Linked DNA regions of Danio rerio: region 2 is linked to region 1. Evidence: chromatin contacts called from public Micro-C data. All regions are on one chromosome and are shown on one strand. The core of a region is the stretch at or near the end of the contact, and the rest is flanking DNA. Distances in the headings are between cores, read along the strand shown. Region 1 holds the start of hdac4 (histone deacetylase 4). Region 2 has its middle 47 kb from the start of hdac4.

Evidence for each region. A called contact is a pair of places that touch in the nucleus more often than the background predicts.
Region 2: a Micro-C map of caudal fin shows a contact between it and region 1, with 1.7 times the contacts expected there. The contact joins the enhancer-like site here to the promoter of hdac4 in region 1. A contact is called at or near these places in 3 of 18 Hi-C or Micro-C datasets (caudal fin, hematopoietic stem cells and an unstated tissue).

Annotation. Positions count from the first base shown.
Region 1 is chr9:47,879,568-47,886,313 of GRCz12tu, forward strand. hdac4 (histone deacetylase 4) reads right to left here and starts at 3,688. Exons shown (of 25, transcript NM_001039358.2): 1 at 3,545-3,688. The coding sequence starts at 3,548.
Region 2 is chr9:47,926,862-47,933,607 of GRCz12tu, forward strand. It overlaps a transcript of hdac4 not described here. Among named protein-coding and RNA genes, the nearest start is that of hdac4, 47 kb to the left of the region's middle. Within about 2 kb of position 4,155, at least 23 of the 62 cell types and tissues checked have an H3K27ac peak or open chromatin away from gene starts, as enhancers often do. A contact at or near this core is called in caudal fin, where this site is marked.

The DNA of each region.
Region 1 (6,746 bases), core at 2,438-4,937:
GTTATAAAATATCCAATAACTGCACATCTAACTTCATGTGCAGAATTCTATATTTATGAGTCTTGATTATAATTGAGTATTTTGCAAGTGGTTTTTGAGCCCTGTGACTGTGTGAGGGTTTTAAAAGCATTCATGCCTTAAAAAAAAAAAAAAAGTAGTTTGTAACTGAAAAATGAATAACGATTATTTTGATGGAATTGTTTAGAAAACAAAGACTATGCAGTATCATTTTATATTTGATTATTCAATTTTGTATACCTGAATGCATTTCAACTCTTCGAAAAACAATTACACTGTATGTTAAATTTGCATATTTTGTTGAATTTATGCTTGTAGATGGTTTATTATACAAATATTGTGCTCAATAATATAAATATTATTTATTAGGTAATATTATAATATTACATTATTTACTATACAAGACTTGAGGCTGGTACACACCGGGATGCTTTTCGTTTGCATTTATGGTCAGCGTTTTTTGAGATGTTTTTCTGGATTCAAACCCAATAGACTTTCACTGGCGTCAAACAGAAGAGTATGCTAAATCACTCCTTGCCGATAGATGGCACTACACAACTTTAAGCTTCTGACACCGGCTTGTAACGCAAAAGAAGAAGACAGAAAGTTGAAATGCTTGTGCTGCGTCCGAAACCGCCTACTACTTAGTAGGTACTGCATTTGAATTTAAACGTACTACTCGGCCGTTAGATAAGTACGTTCTATACAGTATGAACGTGAAAAGTATGAATGGAATTCAGACGTACTACATTCGCCATTTTGTCATAGTCACGTGACCTACCTGCGCCAATTGCGTCGCTTTACTCCCATTCATGAATTCGCTCGCGGGGCATCATGGGATAGCGCAGCATGCATGCGATGCGCACACCAGAATCTCGCCGGAAGTAGTAAGTCATCTGGGTACTTCTCACATACTGATTTTCGAATTCTATGAATTCGGACATACTACTCAGCTCGCATACTGATTTTAGCATACTATATGGTATGGAAGTATGCGGTTTCGGAAGCAGCCAAGTTGTTAAAGTTACTGGCAATTTCAACAAGCATGGATGGTATAAGTAGCAGCTCCAGCAATGAAGAAATGATTGTTGTTCACCAGTGCAATAAGCAGCTCCACATTCATATAACCTCTGGGCATCTTCTTCAATGTGCGTTCGAATTTACAGTTTTGCGCTCGAGCGCCTCCAAGTGCTGTTAAATGAAACTTCAGCAGCTCCGTGCATGTGAACAAAAGTGCCAATGATTGGTGGAGAAGGTTTTGACGACCAAAAAAAAAAAAAAACAGCATGAGGCGTTTCTTTAAAATTGATGCTTTTACGTCTGCCGTTTTGTGCGTTGGTGTGCATGATCACATTGCCGCCCTTTATCTAGTCACGAGGCGTTAAATGTTGACGGAAAACATGAGCAAAAAGCATCCTGGTGTGAATGAGTCTTTATCGCGCTCAAAACTATACAAATAAACTTGAATGATATTTGATGTACTACCCTACAGAACCTTCCTAATCTAATACTAAAGATTCTTTACAAACATTTATTCAACACATCTAGTGAAATTGTAGTCTTATCGCAAATAAATATATATCAAATAAATACATATAACGTGTCATTTTTCCAGTATTGTTCAGCTCTAATTTATTATAAATACTTCCAAATTAAATACAAAGCAAAAGCTTAATATTTGGAACTATTTTGACTTTGAAAGATATTACATTTTAACAACAGGCTCCCAACTCCACACATGTAACCTTGTGGGTAGAATACTATATTTAAAAAGCTATATATATTTTTTTACTATATTTATTTTTAGTATGTATTCATTATGGTGCTGCACAATAATTGATATCGCAATGTGATCATTCCCAATAGTCACATCGCAAGTATATGCATTATGCGATGTTGAGTGCGGATTATAATTGATCATTTTGCAAGTGTTTTGGAGACTTCCAACTCTGTGAATGTTTTAAAAGCATTCAGGCCTAAGAAAATGTCTTGTTTGTAACTTTGACAAATGAATAACGAGTTATGATTTAATATGAATATGTCAATAACTCAATTTTTACAAAAATTTCAGATAGAATCTTATAATTCTAAGGTGACAATATAAATAGTTTACTTATTATACAAGACCTATTGTGCTCAAAACTATACAAAGCCTCGTCTATGAACACTTGTGATAGGACACTAGGGAAAAGCAAACAATTGGTTCTCTAGAGGGCGGCACGGTGGTTAGCACTGTCGCCTCACAGCTAGAAGGTCACGGGTTCAAGTCCCGGCTGGACTAGTTGGGATTTCTGTGTGGAGTTTGCATGTTCTCCCCGTGTTGGTGTGGGTTTCCTCCGGGTGCTTCGGTTTCCCTTACAGTCCAAAGACATGTGGTACAAGTGAATAAGGTAAATAAAATTGGCCATAGTGTGTAAATGCGAAAGTGTATGGGAGCGCGTAAAACATGCTGGAGTAGTTGGCGGTTCATTCCACGGTGGCAACCCCTAATAAATAAGGGGCTAAGGAAAATGAATGAATGAATGAAAAATTGAATAAATAGTTCTCGTGTCACATTTTGGTACGCAAACCTTTTTTGTTGATTTGTTTTTTAATCATTTGATAGGAAAGTAAGTTTTGGTATTTGACAATAAACTTGAATTATATTTTCTGCACTCGCCTGCAAAATCTTCCCAATCAATCTAACATTATAAATTCTTTACAAACCTTCATTCAACCCATCTATTGAAATTATATTCCTATAACAGAAAAAGTAAATGAATAAAATATATATATATATATATATATATATATATATATATATATATATATATATATATATATATATATATCAATGTGTAATTGTTTCTAGTATCATGCAGCCCTAATTAATTACAAGTACTTCCAAATTAAATACTTTTAAATATTTAGAATTATTTTAACTTTGGAACAAGATAACATTTTAACAGCCAACTCTCAATTCTGATTGGATAAGCCAACATCTGCTACATGTTATAAAATATCCAATAACTGCACTCATGTGAGCTCATCAGTTGAATTCTACATGAATGCGGCAAGTTGCTCAGCAACTGTAAAAAAAGAACAAAAAAAATCTGCACCTCTTGTTGCCAAACACCCTTTAATAACAAGTTCCTCGTCTTGACTTGTTCGGGACACGTCCCATTCTGCATTTCCCATTAATCCACGGTTCTCCACTGCTCTCACGTGTAAACAACATAACCACCACATGGACGCATCTATCACAGTACAAACGGTACAGAATGATCCCTCCGTCCATCCGTCGTCACACCCTACTTTCCATCCTCACCAAACATACAGGATCGAGCCCAGAGGCACCCCTTACAAACAAACACACGACACAGTGACAATAAAGTGTCCTCATCACTCACTAGACAGTGTTCAAGGATGCAGCGTGCGTTTACACACACACACCCACCCACAGCCCAGCGTTCGGGTATCTCAGCACCATGCATTAAAGCGCACCAGTCCGCCCACTCAGAACAGCCTGTACAGAAACGCTGCTTACCCATCAGCCCCTCACGTCCAGAGCAGGGAGAGACGGCAGACAGCGAGCCGGAGGGGTTACAACACGCGCACAGCGACTCCCACGATGCCTCGACCAGCGCTGAGCTGAGTGTGTGTCTTTCACATTCCCCGTCTCGCTCTCACTGACTCGCTCTTCCCTCCGGCTGTGTCTGTATCTCTCACTCCGTCAGGCTCGCTTGCCCCTCCCTCTCTCTCTCTCTTTCTTTCTCTTGCTCACTCGCTCAGCTGGTGACATCACAGAGCCGTTGCAGGCATGCTGAGTGTTTATGTGCACTGCTGTAGTTTCCTGGAACACGGGGCAGATTCACAGAAGCTCCAGACTCTCCCTCTCTCTCTCTCTCTCTCTCTCTCTCTCTCTCTCTCATTAGCACACTACTCTGATGTTTACATAGAGCGCTACGGTGACCACCCACTTTTTCTGCAGCTCTAGTTAGGGAAGTGTTCCCCCCCATTCAATTTATATACAATGTTTGCAGGGAAAAGACGTAAACCACAGCAGAAAGCTCTGAGGTGAGTCATAACATCAGGTTGAGTTCTATGGAAAGGCGTCTGAGGGAAAAACAAAAAAGGATGTGTTTAATATATTTTAAGAGTAAAATAAGTACTTAATTCACAAAGCATAATGACTATTTTTCAGAAAGCATATCAGGAATACAGAGAAAATTCATACACATTTAGTTTTTTTACAGTATGCAGAGCAGAGCTTGACTGTATATGCTGTATTCATTTGTATATAAATGTTTACGGCAAAACAAAAGTGCAGCTATTTCTGTTTCAATAGAATAAAAAATAATCACTTAAGCAACTGGTGGATTTTCTAAAACAGAATCAAAGGTAGATTTTTCAGATGAATCATCTGTTGAACTGCATTCCACCCATTACAAACACTGCAGAAGACCTATTGGAACCCGCATGGAGCCAAGATTCTCAAACAAATCAGTCAAGTTTGGTGAATGAAAAATCATGGTTTGGGGTTACATTCAGTATAGGGGTGTGTGAGAGATCTGCAGAGTGGATGGCAACATAAACAGCCTGAGGTATCTAGATATGTGCTGCCCATTACAAACCACAGGAGAGGGCAAATTCTTAGGCAGGATAGCACTCCTTCTCATACTTCAGCCTCCACATTAATGTTCCTGAAAGGTACTGAAGGTCGAGGCGCTCCAGGATTGGCCAGCCCAGACACCAGAAATGAACATTATTAAGCATGTCTAGGATAAGGAGGAGGAGGCATTGAAAATGAATCCAAAGAATCTTGATGAACTCTGGGAGTCCTGCAAGAAAGCTTTCTTTGACATTCCAGATTAATAATATTTACTTTAACAATTTATAAATGTATTATTTGAGTCATTGCAGATATGTATGCAAGCTCATGGGAGTCATACTCAACATTAATTCTTTATCCACTGCAGCATGACTTTATATTCTATACTTTACATTATTTCTGTTAAGTGACAAACCCCTTGTCTAAGCCAGGGTTCTTAAACATACAGCCCGCAGGCCATATCAGGCCGACAAACGGGTTTAATCCGGCCCGCAAAATTATTATGTAAAGTATAAAAATGAGATGCAATTTTTTCAATAAAAGTAACTGCTGTTCCAATTGTGTCCATTGGATGGCGCAAACTTGCAAACTGTTCATTTCATTTGATTAGATTCAGATGCCTAAATCAGCAAATCAGCATCAGTGTGACAGAGAAAGTCCACATCTATGTCCTGCCATACCACATTGAGGTGTTCTCGAGAAAACGTAACTATTTCACGTCAAGTCAGTTTAGAGGTTAATTTGTACGAGCCCAGTCGTACGAAAATGTACGATATAAAAAAGGAGGCGTGGCACCCAAACACACCCCTAAACCCAAACGGTGGTGGATAAGCAAATCGTACTAAATTGTACAAATGAGATCGTATTCATATGAATTAACTACTAAATGAAAAAGTTACGACTTGCCGTGAGAGCATGTTGTCCTCAGGCTCCAGTTTAATGTTTTTATGTTGATCGTATTAAAACAAGAAAAAAAACAATCTGAAGGTGTTGTTTTTAAGTTATTTAAGTTATTATTTGTTGTTCCTACAACTTAGGTGATAAGACTTTTCAGGTAGAGTATATATATATATATATATATATATATATATATATATATATATATATATATATACAACAGTTCTGTCTGGTTCTCAAATCTTATTGGCTGATAGCCGTGCGATATACTGCAATATCAGAGCTCCTACAGCCTCTTTACCCTTTGTGTATTACTCCGCCCACATACATTCAGCAAAAAGCAGAAACTACAGATCTAAAGTTTAAAAGATGCTTGCTCAACTGTTTAACTGTCAGCTCATGATTTGAATCCAGAAGAAAGTAGTTCCACATACAAAAGGGTTTTTGAGACTCTTTATGTTTGATTTTGTTTTTATATACACAATTATGCCGTCAAACTGTTGTATAAACGCAATATGACACTCGTAGCAGTGTGTATATATATATATATATATATATATATATATATATATATATATAAAATAATAAAATATTTAGTCATTTTTGATTAAATAATCATTTAAAGTAAATATTAAAAAAAACTTAATTTTTAGTTTTTATATTTCTTTAGAGATTTTTACACTCCGGATATTTCATTCATTTATATTTTGCTCCATAACATTCTTAACTGAACGAAGTTAATCAAAGTTTTTCAAATTAACCTTTTGACTACACAAAGAACCACCAATGCTAACAAAGAACCTTAAGAATGCAAGATCACTAAAATCACAAAATATCAGAAGGTAAGTCTTGAGAGTTTAGACATCCAGCTGCCAGCTCTTATTTCTAAACAAACTACCTCTTTAAAAAATGACCAGAATGGAAATCAACAGCGTAACCACCCATCTCATCTCATCTGATCACACATTCCCCTTCCCAGCTGGCTCTATGAAGCTCATTTACAGATCCACTCCGGCTCTGCATTTTATTGATCGATTGACTCGTCGGACAGGAATATCTGGACGATCATGAGCTTCAAGCAGCGCGCACGGCCATCGATCATCTCCAGCTCATTGTTCAGGGAAATCCCAGGACTCTTAAAACATCAAGCTATTTATTTCACAATCGCTAAAGCCGGGACAAAAACAAACACCATATAATGGCGTAATGATATATTTTGGCATGAGTATCCTAAATATGG
Region 2 (6,746 bases), core at 2,905-5,404, 48 kb after region 1:
TTCAGTGACTCTGTGGATTGTTTTGATGAACTCTAATACTTGATACTAGTCGGCTTGGAGCCATATGCACACACATGCACGCGCACAGATATACAGTTGAAGTGAATCGCCCTCCCATTTATTTTTTTCTTTTAAAATATTTTCCAAAGTATTTTTAACAGAGCAAGGCATTTTTCACAGTTTTTCCGATAATATTTTTTCTTCTGGAGAAAGAATTACTTGTTTTATTTCGGCTAGAATAAAAGCAGTTTTTATTTATTTTTTTTAAACCATTCCAATAATTAACCAATAACATTAGCCCCCTTATTCCCCAGAGATGGGTTGCGGCTGGAAGGGCATCCGCTGTGTAAAAACTTGCTGGATAAGTTGGCGGTTCATTCCGCTGTGGCAACCCCGGATTAATAAAGGGACTAAGTCGACAAGTAAATGAATGAATGAATTAGCCCCCTTAAGAAATATATATTTTTTTGTATTTTTTTCTTGCCTAGTTAAGCCTTTAAATGTCACTTTAAGCTGAATACTAGAACCTTGAAAAATATTATGTACTGTCATCATAGCAAATATAAATAAAATGTAAATATAAAATCAGTTTTTACAAATAAATATAAAATCTGTTATTAGAGATGAATTATTAAAACTATTATGTTTAGAAATGTGTTCTAAACACATCTTCTCTCAGAAAATCTTCTCTCCTTTAAACAGAAATTGGGGACAAAATACACAGGGAGGGGCCTAATAATTCCGACGTCAACTGTATATATCCAGTCACAAAAATCCACAGTGCTTTTTTATCCCTGAAATTGGAATTGTTGTCATATTTTCGATATTTCATCAATATTCAATATTTTGGCTGAAGCACAAAAAACAATCTATCGCTCCTACTGAAAATAAACATCTTTCATTTGTCAATGAACCATTTTTATTTGCATCAATTTAACCCTGGCATCTGCATTTTAACAGTACAGATCTGACAGTACAGGTCAATGAAAACTAATCAATACGCATCTGATGGCTAATTTTTCCATTGTACTAAAACTTATTTAAAGACAAATAAAACAAATCTTAATTTCTGCAGTGTCAATGTAGACATCAAGACCATCTTATAGAACAAATAAACAAAAGAATCCGGGCATCACAGAGGCTCAGTGGTTAGTACTGCCGCCTCACAGCAAGAAGGTATCTGAAGCCCTGACTGGGTCAGTTTGCATGTTCTCCCCATGTTCGTGTGGGTTTCCTCCAGGTGCTCTGGTTTCCCCTCACAGTCTAAAGACATTCGCTGTAGGTGAATTGAATGAACTAATTTGGCCATAGTGTATGAGTGTGTGTGAATAAGTGTGTATGGGTGTTTCCCAGTACTCGGTTGTGGCTGGAAGGGCATCTGCTGCATTAAACATAGGTTGGTGGTTCATTGCACTGTGGCAACCTCTGATAAATCAGACACTAAGCAAAAGGAAAATTAATTAAAAAACTATAGTATGCTAGAACGAACAAGCAATAGAGCAAACGACAGAACAAACAATCAACAAAATCAATAAATGATGCATCAAAAGAATGAACGACAGATATAATGAACAAATGATAGAATGACAATCAACATACATCGCATTGTTATCATAGCCACTTTAAAATATAGTCATTATTATTTTTATACCTTTAAAATTGTCGTTTTCACACTTCTCTTCCCATGAACATGTCAGTCTAGCTTTCGGCATGCTGAATTACAACTTGTGTATAACAAACTCCACCTCAACTGTGTCAAAGAAGCCAATCAGAGCATCTTATTCCATGACCTGCTTGATGAACTTTGACCCTTGACCTTGCTGACAATTTTGAATAGAGCCATATGCACACACACGCATAAGCACACGCCCACACACACACACACACACGCATGCTGACAGTCCTACCAGGAGGAATGTGGTTGACTCCAGATGGCTTGAGAAGTTCCAGTGGCTGTTCTTTACTAGGAAGTCCATCTGTGGGACAGAGAGAGAAAGAGAAATGATTCCAACTGAGAAATGCAGTGTAGCGCTGAGGATCAGGGAAGCATAAGTCATCAGGATATTGTATTACAGCTCTGCACACAAATTACATATGCAACATATGGACATTTGCCAGAGAAGAGGGAAGAGATGGCAAGCGATTGTGAGGCATTAATGTTCAGTCACGATAGACAGATAGAACGATAGATTTAATAACAGACAGATAGATAGAAAGAACAATAGATGGACGGATGGATGGATGGATGGAAGGATGGATGGATAGATAGATAGATAAAAACAATATAAAAAACGATGGACAGACAGAATGATAGAAAGATGGATGGATGGAAAAATTAAAAACTATAGAAAGAATGATAGACAGATATAAAGAATGATGTATGGATAAATATAAACAAAACAAAGAACAATAGACAGAAAACGATAGAAAGATGGATGGATGGAAAAAATAAAAATGATAGAAGAACAATAGACAAAAAGAAAAAACACTGAATGGATGGACGGATGGATGGATGGATGGATGGATGGATGGATGGATGGATGGATGGAAGGATAAAAAACGATAGAAAGAATGAAAAAATATGGATGGATTGATGGATGGATTGATAGATGGATGGATGGATGGAAAAATAAAAAAATTACAGAAAGACAGATAGATGGAAAAAATGAAAGACAGATAGAAAGATGGATGGATGGATGGATGGATGGATGGATGGATGGATGGATGGATGGATGGATGGATGGATGGATGGATGGATGGACAAATAGATAGACAGAACGATACAAAAGAAATAAAAAAATGAAACAAACAACAGGCAGATAGACAGAAACAACTGATAATAGAAACAAATCGATAATATTAGTAGAACAAACAAACAACCAACATACAGAATGTGTCACAATTACCAGCGATCGTATTTCATAAGATCGCTGGATTGCACTAACAATAACCATGGACTACAAATCTACCATTTATGGACTACATTTTCATACATGCACTCCAGTCACACTCACATATGCTTCCTCATCTAGACTGATTACTCGCACCACCTGAGGATCGTCAGAGACTGTTTGCACACACTATTTAAGCTACACACTCACCTATTCACTTTGCCGAGTCTTGTTTACTGTAAGTAGCACTACAACGCGTTTCCTAGTCCTGTTATCCTGTGTACCGACCTTAGCCTTGTTAGCCTCCTTGTCTTTGTCTGCCGCCTGCCTTTTGACCTTTCGCCTGTTACTGATTCTGGATGGCCTTCACATACCCATTTGCACATGTATTGAACATTGCTTGCCTGACAACGAATAAACCTGCACGTGGATCCAAACCTCAGTTGTATGTGTCACTCCCCGCGGTTACAGATAGACAGAGAACATTAGTAATAGCAAGAAGAACAGATATGATAGTGAGAACGAATGATGTATTGATGAAAATGGTAGATGAAACAAATGAACTACAGACAGAGAGACAGCCAGAAAGCAAGATAAACCAAAAAATGTTGAACTTCTATATTAACTTTTGTGTTGTTTCATATTAACAATATGCAAAACAATGTCACAACATTCAATAAAAGCTATCTTTTTCATGTTAAAATGACTTTTTTTGTCCTGACCATCTGCGACAACGATGCTCAAAAATTTAATTTTCTTTCTATTTACGCAACATCACAACAGCATAAACTACAATGACAATGATCACCTCAGGTACCGATTAAGGGCTTTATTAAACATGAGATTAAATACCGTTTTACATGACATTTATTGTCATAGTACTGAAAGCAGCAGCAGATCATCACCTCAGATCTTGAAAATAAAACAACATTATAACAAATAACTGACTCATCAGTCACTCAGTAGCCTATATTCAGTATTTCATCAGCCGAAGATTCAACACTGAGGCATAAAACCTACTCAATGTAAACAGTACGTCTTTCTCTTGTTGCCGCATTTGTATTTACATCCTTTAAAACCTGTTATCAAACTGGAAAAGAAAATCCTCAGTGCACATGAAATGAACACGCAACAGATCTCCTAAAGCAGGATTTGTAATTATGTGGAAAGGCAAAACAACATCAGTAGGCATGATAACACTGGGAGAAGCAGCTATAAATAGACTGGATCTCTAAAAGAGGAAGGGAAAGAGAGAGCGAGAGAGAGAAAACGCTCACTGCAGGATACATGAGAGCATTAGCATTCAAACTCACACACACACACACAAACACACACACACAGACCATAAAAGCTGCTCAGCTCATAACAACACTCAAACAAAGAGGAAAGTGTGCATGAGGGAATCTTTCACAACCTGCTAAGAACAAATAAAACATTTTTTTCTGCCCCTTTAGAGATTATATTGAAGCCAATTAAGCATATTATTCTCAAAATCTCATAACTGTAATGCGAAAAATATATCTATATTGCATTATAAGTATTATTACATCACCGTAATGGAAGTTGTGTATTTGTCTGAATTATGGCCAAATTAGACTAGATTAAAACAAGATTCTCTCTTTTTCCACAATTCAACAGTCTTTAGTTGCCATGAACATATTTATTCAACAGTTCTGTTTGTACCTCAATTCTGATTGGCTGATAGCCGTGAGGCATTTTACAATAACAGCACTCAGGCTATTCACCCTTGTGTATTACTTTGCCCAATCTATGGTGTTGCAAGCATACCGAGGACTACAGTTAGACAAATATTGCAGCTGTTAGACAACATAATGTACTTTTTTAGGTGAAAATGGAGTTATTTAGATTGCAACTATGCAGTTTATTTATATGGTTAGTGCCTATTTTAACTATATCATTTTAAAGATTCACCACATTGGCGGATAATCAATTCATTATAAAAAACAAGTAAATGACGTTCTAAGGGTGCTTTCACACCTGTGAATCGATTCCGTTGTTCCGAAACAGAGATTAAAATTGTTACATTGTTGCTCTTTGCTCTTGGAGCGGTTCGCTTTCACACTGCAAAGTTTCTAATCGGACCAAAAGAGCTAAAACAAGTCACGTGCAAGTAAACTCTCCTCACACTGGTCAGAGTTTCAGGGTTTATTTTGCAGTGTCCCGCTAAGCTGTCAGGAGAGGTGGTGGTTTGGTGGTGATTGACAGGGTGCGCGCGTGACGTGTCTGAGGAGAGACACGGTGGGGAGGGGTGAGAAGGGTGCGCGACAATGGCTATTTGAGGACTGGGAGAGAGACGCGAGATTACCGGGAGATCATCACTCGTTTGCGGGCATCCGGAGACTCGCGAAACTTCCCGCCCTACTCATAATTCTCTCTTCATATAGGCGTAAGCCTATTACATATCCATAAAACACTGTGATATAACTGCGCTCGGATTGGATCGCTTTCTCACTGCAATCGAACCGCTCCAGGGTTCGTTTCAATCGAGCCTAGACCACCTCATTTAAGTGATCTCGGAGCGATTACTTTGGCGCGGAAAAGAGCGCGATTGCCCTGTTCACATATGCCAATCGAACCGCGCTGACTGGGCAAACGAGATACGTTCCGAAACAAAAGTGTAGGTGTGAAAGCACCCTAAGTCAGGGGTCTCCAATCTCGTTCTTGGAGGTCTGGTGCCCTGCAGAGTTTAGTTTCAACTTGCCTCAACACACTTGCCTGGGTGTTTCAAGTGTACCTAGTAAGACCGTGATTAGCTCATTCAGGTGTTTTTGATTAGGGTTGGAGCTAAAATCTGCAGGACAACGGACCTCCAGGAACCAGTTTGGTGACTCCTGTTCTAAGTCGATCTCTCTCTCTTTTGTATTTTGTAGCGCTCTCTTTATACCATAGTACTCTGGTAGTGTTTGTTTTGGTGTTTTCAGGGTTAATTATTGTGATCTTCCAATTGCATCAGAAAACTACTGGAAAATCTCTGTAGACTGATAGCATTTCATGCCGTTCAGCCTTATAATCTTAAAATGTGAGCAAAATCAACTGTTTTGTCATCACTTTAGACCAGTGGTTCTCAAACTGAGGTACGCAGTCTTCCTTCTAGTGGTACGCAGAGGAATGAAATATGTAATGTACATGCTACACACATTTAAAAATTGTATCAAATTTTATCATTGATGTATATAATATGCCATATATGACATATAGCCTATATTTCCAAGGTAATCTGCCACGTTTTTTAAACTGTGCAGAGCTGTAGCTGCGTTACTGGGCCTACTACGCTATTGTATTTCAATACTGCTGATTTTGGTGGTACTTGGACAGACTTTTTTTTTTTTCTGAGGTGGTACTTGATGAAAAAAGTTTGAGAACCACTGCTTTAGACATTGGGCTAGAGAATCATTCATATACTAGCTCTAAAGTGATATTGGTGAATTAGTAAGTTTCTGTTGTTCTGACCATCAGCTGCAGATATGAATGAGTGGTGGAAGAAAGCAGTTCTTTGAGACTCTCCATGTTTGATTTTCTTTTTTATACACATGATTATGCTGCCAAACTGTTGTATGAATGCAATGTCATACTTGTGGTAGTGAGATATGGCTGTATATTGTCACTGGTGGGAAACTAGTGGAAGACTAGGATTTCATTTATTCAATTGTAATATATGCTGATAAATAAAAAAAAAGAAAAAAAAATAAGATGCTAAAAACAAAACAAATAAAACATAAATAAAACATTTTAAAAGCAAATAAGCATGACAATATTTTACAAATATATATATATATATATATATATATATATATATATATATATATATATATATATATATATATATATACAGTA